2 separate regions of the Gossypium arboreum genome follow, and region 2 is linked to region 1. A link is a contact called in public Hi-C data. All regions are on one chromosome and are shown on one strand. Each heading gives the region's core, a stretch centred on a gene start, on an enhancer-like site or on the middle of the called end of the contact. The rest is flanking DNA. Distances are from core to core; before and after follow the strand shown. Region 1 holds the start of LOC108485149. Region 2 holds the start of LOC108460134 (pyruvate, phosphate dikinase 2).

Region 1 (3,313 bases), core at 184-2,683:
CCTCTGCATGTCCATCATACTTATGCAGTAGATGACCATTAGCAATCATCACGCTTCTAGCATCACAAATCAGAAGATTCCCATGTTTCACCTAACAGACTGTGACAGAAGCTCGATTGGCCATGATTTTTAGGCATTTGATGCAAACCATTGGAATATTTATCATGCTGCACGAGTAGTAGTTTGCATTTCTCCATGGAACAAGGCCTATCTAATCAATAAAAGGCCACCATCCATGTCACTTGCATCATGATTCTGATATTTGTATTTTCCCCCTCCTAGTATGACAAATTTTTCTCATTGAAGATTAGATTTCTTGATAATTTTAACTATGTCATATACAAGAAGTGCAACATGAGAGATTGGCAAGAAGAATATTTCCTCATTGGCTAGAGTAACCGTGTTGCAGCTTTTAACTTTTAAAAGAGAAGATAGTTTTTCTTTGGAGCGAGGACGAGGTTGATCCATTGACATTGTCTATGATAAAGCTCATATGAAGGAAAGAAGAAGAATCACAGTTGAACAAAAAGATAAGTTTGCACATTGAAAACTAGAGATAATACAGTAGATGCAGTAGTATCCTCATTGCATATGTCAAATGATTCCACTATAACGGATATATAGAGTTCATGTTGTGCATATATCTCTCACATGATTTTAATTGAAAATTTTTAAGATTTAAAGCAAGACAATGACTATGGAAGAATTAAGCATTCAATAGGATCTTTTGTTCAAGATCAAGAAAAAAATAAAGTCTATTAAGGGTTGTTGCATTACATTTCTCAGCCAAATCAACATTAAAAAAAAAGTTCTGAATTTGTGAATTTTTGAAGTAATTTCATCATCCTTACAACTTAAAATTTTCATTTCCTACAGCTATTTTTTCCTCCTTTCATTGCATGCCTTCAAAGCTTGAACCTCTGTTTAAGAAAAAAAAAAACTGGTCAAAGAGTCAAGTCTATTAACTGGGTTTTAATAGAAACAAGAAAATCAAAGAATCTAAAGCATACCCATTTGACAAGATTTCCAATTCCTGTTGCTCTTAATAAGACAATCCTGCCAGAACAAAATAAATAAATTGCAGTGAAAATAGAAAAGGGTTTAAATAAGGTTTTAGATTATGGTTTAACGATGGAAATAGAAGGGATATTTTATTAACTTGCAAGGATAAGTAGAGAGCAGAGCATTCCTTCAATTGCTTCACGTTCTCATCGTCACCAGCTGCGTCGTCTTGATGAAGCGCCGCCTGTTGTGGTGGCGACACTGGCGGAGATTCTGGTGCTGGCGTTGCTTTGTCCATTTTTATCTGTGGGGGCTTCTTTTAGTTCTGGCTTTGTGGATTGGGGGTTATTAGTTCACCTGGTTATGATCGGACCGGGCCGCGATCTATCTGAAAAAGAACAGAAAAGGTCCAGCTAAGTCTGTTTTCCACTATTTATATATTATAGGAAAACACATCACATGTGACCTAATTATTGCTCTTTTCTTTTTTTGTTATTCAGTTATTAATTTTTTTTTAATTTGGTTACCCACTCACCCCACTAATCAAGAGTTTTTTTTAGTACATTTTTGTTAAGTGCCATTAAATATCTTAAGGAGGGTGATGTGATAGTTAAAAAATTAATATAATAATAAATTTAGTTTTTAACTTATACATATTATATAGATTTAATCATAATTTTAAAAAATTAATCCTCAAAATTTACAAATAATCTCACTTTGATCCTTAAAATTTATCTTCCTTTTTTGCTTCTCACATCGCCACTACTGTAGTTGCCTCCACCTCCACCCCATCTTTCAAAAACAAAAAAAAAACTCCTTTTGTTCTTTCTATTTGAACCTAGTTTATTAAATAGTAGCACACATATTCTTATGACTCGTTCAAATAGAAAGTTGGAGTAATACTCGTTAACAAGCTATTAAATACTTTGTTTTTGATGGGAAATTGTGAGGTTTAAGTATAATAAGGGCATATTTGATTCATTGAAAATAACTTTCAAAAAAATGAATTCTTGAAAATAGATTGATTTTTCTGAAAATATGATGTTTTCTAATGTTTGATTAAATTTGTGTAAAATATGTTCTACTATCGATAAATTTTCTGAAATTATTTTTCGAAAATAGTTTTTTGAAATCTCTTAATATCTCATTTATTTATTTTCTCTTTACAAAGCCAAAAAACAAAAATCTTCACCTAAGTTTTCATATAAAGCATACAAATTATGAATAAAATAACTTAATCACATAGTTAAAAATGCTCAAATGTAATGAGAAATACCATTATAATTCATAATTCAAAAAATTCTAAAAACCTACAACAAAGGTTAAAAGAAGTTCATGACCTAAATCTCCTATCAACAAAAGTTTTAACAAATCCTAGAATGCAATGAGATGATATTGTAGTCAATACAAAAAAGGTTTGAAATCCAAATTTCTAGCATAGACATTTTTCAAAACCCACAACTAAAATAATCTAACTTCGAAGGAATTTTTCAAGCTAAGTTTTTTTAAGATTCTTAGTTTTAGCTAAGAATGCTTTGGCTTGTTGCTCGTGTTCCATGAGATAACCAAAAGTATTAGAAAGAAATTCCTCGTCAAATCTCTCGTTTGATATTACTTCTCTAAAAAGATGTGAAGGGATGATTTTATCCTCATTAATTTTTTTAATGGCACTAGCAATCTCACCAAGTTGTTTTGTCATAAGTTGAATGTTCTCATCATCGACACTTTCTTGTATATTTTTCCTTTTATGCTTTGATCTTCTAGAAAATGAAGAAAATTTTGTTCTAACCTCTTCATTTTCTTCAATCTTAAAATTTGGAGAAGCATCATTAGTATCAAGCAAATTTATATAAGCGAAAGTTCTAGCAAATCTCCCTATTGCCATGTCTTTCCCAACAACTACAACCATCTCATCATAATACTCAGTTTTTTTTATTCAAAAATGGGGCATACCTTAGGTGTGCCTATTTGAAATAATACATAATTATAATAAGAAGTAAAATGAAAGTTTAATATATTAAAAGAATAGTATATAAAGTTTACCATCACAGCTTCCTCATATGTTCTATTGTCACATATTATCTTCATGTTATCCACCTAAATCCACTATCTTCTCGAGTTTTGCATATAATTTGTCAAGTGTTTTTTACCATCCTAAGATGATTCTTTACATTTTTAAAAGTATTAGATGGTTTAATTCCTTTTGGAGCCTCCTCTAAAAGTATTTCAATGTGTTCCATCTGCACTGTCCACCTAAATTGTTTTGATGTGCCTCCTTCATGGTTTGACTTACCCTTGCCAATTGCTACAT
Region 2 (3,558 bases), core at 880-3,379, 140 kb after region 1:
TTTTTTTGTAAAGTTAGAAAGTCGAAAAAATCATTATGCCTTTACTTATGATACTATTACCAGTTTTCTTTTACAGCTTTTGCAACCTCTCGTATTTTCTTTTCTAATTCAAAACAGGTTAACACAAATTTGGCTAACAAATTCTCAAGATATATTGAATTGAAAAATGAACATTTTGATTACTAAGATGTGTTTGATAAAGTAATTTGGATATTTTCACTGCATCGAAAAGAAAATTTTTAATGTGTTTTTGACAATTTTATTAAATTTTATTTAATAATTACTTTTCAAAAATACTGAATAAAGTAAGCAGAGAGTTACTTATATGTTAATGCAAAAATAATTATATTTGAAATAATTTATTTTTATTAAAATTTGAGATATTTAAGTTATTGATTTATTTTATCAATTGAGTCACTTGTATAGTGACAAAAACCTGTATTATTTTAAGTAATGCTTGACATCGAATCTAAGGTTTTAGCATTACACAACTCCTTCCCTCCTCCTTTATCCTTCATCATAAATATTGAGTACTTAATATTTAATTTTAAAATATAAACTTTATAATAGAAAAAAATCAATACTTATTTTTTAGTTTTTTTCAAATAACATTTAATATTAATATCGAATTCAAATATATCTGTACTTATATTAAGTCCTTAATTAAGTTGGTGTTATGAGTCAATCGAGCATTAATTAAGTTGTGGAATTACTAAAATACTCATTTATATACAAAGTAAGTTATATGATTATGAGGATTCTTTTATCTTTTATATTTTATAAATAAATAAAACCCAATAATAGTAAAATGTGAAACCCGTGATACAATGAATTTTAAATATTTAACTTTATCATTTCATCGAAAGCATAATTTGGTATTTGTATGAACTTTAAATAAATATATTTGTTACATAATTTTTTTATCACGTCATGGGTGTGTCATAATCTAATATTATTTTATTTATTTTGAACAAATTTATCATTAAGTCAACTTAAACCAAATGATCATATATTTGTTCAAAATTTGACTCAACTCATTAAATTCAAGTTTTAGGTTTAAACGTTGTGCATTTTTATAGATTTTATATAAAATATGAAAATAATATAAATACTTCATAATTGAGTTGAGATCCAATTAATAAGTAATATCAACTAGGCGGACCTTTAAATCTATTTATTTTTATATACTATTATTAAAAGTTTGATTAAGTTGATGTCATTCATCAACTAAGTCTCATTTCGATCGTGAAATTATCAAAAGTTCATTTTTTATAAACTAACAAATATTATTTTGATAGTATTTATATATTTTTATATTTTGATAAATTTAAAAAATGCATTTAAATCCAAGACATCCTAATTTTATTATTTTAACCAAAGTCACATTTGATTTTTATATCAATTTTTATAAATATGTTACTCCAATTATTTTTAGTTATATAATATAATATAAAATTTTGATACCCAAATTTGAGACTTTTTTCTAATGTGGTATATGTATTATTATTTTTATCTAATCTAGTATTTGTATTTGATAAAAGTTATATATTTTGTATCCAAAGACAACAATGTTAACTTTATAGTATTTAATTTCAGTTTTAGAATTTATAAATGAAAATTAATTACTAATATTATTAACACTAAAAAATTAACATTATTACGTTCAAATACTAAAATATATAACTATTATCAAATATATGTACTACATTGAACCAAAAAATTAAACTAGCATCGTGTCAAACTTAGATATAAAATTATGTATTAAGGTTATAATATAATATAATATAATATAATATAAAATGATAATTCAAATTGATAATGAAATTATTTTTTCCTTTTTGGTTGGATGGGATTTTATTAATTTGTGTGCCATGAACATTGAAATTCTTTAAAAAAAAAGAGGAAAATGACTTGTAATTTTGTAATGGAGCACAAAATAAATAAATACTATTTTTACAAAAAAAAAAATAGTTCAACATAAGCAACCAATAGCTGGGCGCCACTTCAACGACCATGGTCCACCTGTTGAAAAATGATTCAAGGGAGGGCATTTAAGGTAATTCAAACAATTTAAAGTTCCGTTAGCCCCATGTCTTAGCGCTGTAACCGTAATCCCATCCACTCATGTCATTCATCAAACCCTTTTTTTTCTTTTTCAATAATTCCAATTTTTTTTCTCACATAAAAATGAATAAATTATCGCAACAAAAATAAAAATAAAATAAAATCCTATAACACAACAACCGCCATTTTCTTTTCTCCATCATCACTTCACTCCATTTCTCAGCCTCGAAGCTTCAAAAAGAAAAAAAATCAATAACTGCCACTTTTCCCAAGCTCAGGTACTTCTTTTTTCATTTGATTATAATTGGTTTATTTTTCTTAATTTTAAAGTACTTTTTCTTTGTTGATTAAGCAGGTTGTTTGAAAAAACAAAAGAAATGTCATCAGCAGCGATGAAAGGAATAGTTATAAGACCAACACCAGATGTATATAAGCAGAGGCTATGGGAAGGAAGCTATTTGGATGGAAATCATAGACTTGATGTTTTTAAAGTTAAAAAACGTTCATTTTTGGGGGTGATGAAGCCAAGTTTTGGCAGTGTGGGAGTAATTACCAGTCGTCATATGATGCAAGAATGTTATTGTGGTTGTTGTTTGTTCCATGGGAATGGAAAGAACATGTGGAGTTCAAGACAGAGGCGGCTCGACACTCGGGCTGAAGCCATACTTTCCCCTCTCTCTGATCCAACACCAACCATGAAAAAGGTCTACCTTTTATATTTGTTTTTCAGTGATCAGAGTCCATAGAAATTCATTTCTGCCCGATCCTTCTGTTCTCGTATTACAGTTATATTTAAGGCATAATTTCGTATAAATTTTAAGTAACTGAATAATTTGTTGATAAAAATATCATAAAATCCCTTATATTAAGAATTAAATTACATTTTGTCCCTTTCACTAATTCTTTGTATGTTAGATAAAGGAGTAAACAACTTTTTTTATTGAAAATTTTATTTATTTCTACTATTGAAAACTTGACATGCCATGTGAACCTTGTATTGATAAAAAAATCTATTTTAGCAATAGAAATAAATAAAATTTTTATTTTTGATCTAATATACATAGATTAATTTTTAATCTTTTAGTAAAGTGAAAAAATACAATCTAACTTTTAGCATAATAACTTCCATAACAGTTTTATGGTAATCTAAGTTTTCAAAACTTTTATGGTTTCAAATTGTCATATTGTATTATATTTCAATTATTTTCTCCTTTCATATTCACATGTGTCTAAATTAGGAGTTTGGGGTCATGATTGGGTTAACAAACTTGAGGTATGTTAATTAGTGAACTAGTTTGGTTCTTGGTCTATCTCTTTACAAACTTCAATGTTTTGGGTTGGATTCTTGGATTGAACTATCAATAGGCCCATTATATATCCAAAGCAGAGGTTTTGGTGTTTGGGTTAACATGATCCCATGGGCAATTCATGTATTCTTGTGGCGTTTATATATATAGTCATGTTTAAGTTATTTTATATTTATATAATATTTTA

Evidence for each region. Hi-C and Micro-C count contacts between places; a contact is called where the count stands out from the background.
Region 2: a contact with region 1 is called in a Hi-C map of leaf, with 5 times the contacts expected there. The contact joins the promoter of LOC108460134 here to the promoter of LOC108485149 in region 1. A contact is called at or near these places in 2 of 5 Hi-C or Micro-C datasets (both in leaf).

Annotation. Positions count from the first base shown.
Region 1 is chr10:100,085,522-100,088,834 of ASM2569848v2, forward strand. It overlaps LOC108485149, which reads right to left and starts at 1,434. Exons shown (of 3, transcript XM_017788995.2): 1 at 1,160-1,434; 2 at 1,011-1,056; 3 at 726-920. The coding sequence starts at 1,300. The coding sequence ends at 877.
Region 2 is chr10:100,227,445-100,231,002 of ASM2569848v2, forward strand. LOC108460134 (pyruvate, phosphate dikinase 2) reads left to right here and starts at 2,130. Exons shown (of 21, transcript XM_017759498.2): 1 at 2,130-2,342; 2 at 2,420-2,768. The coding sequence starts at 2,442.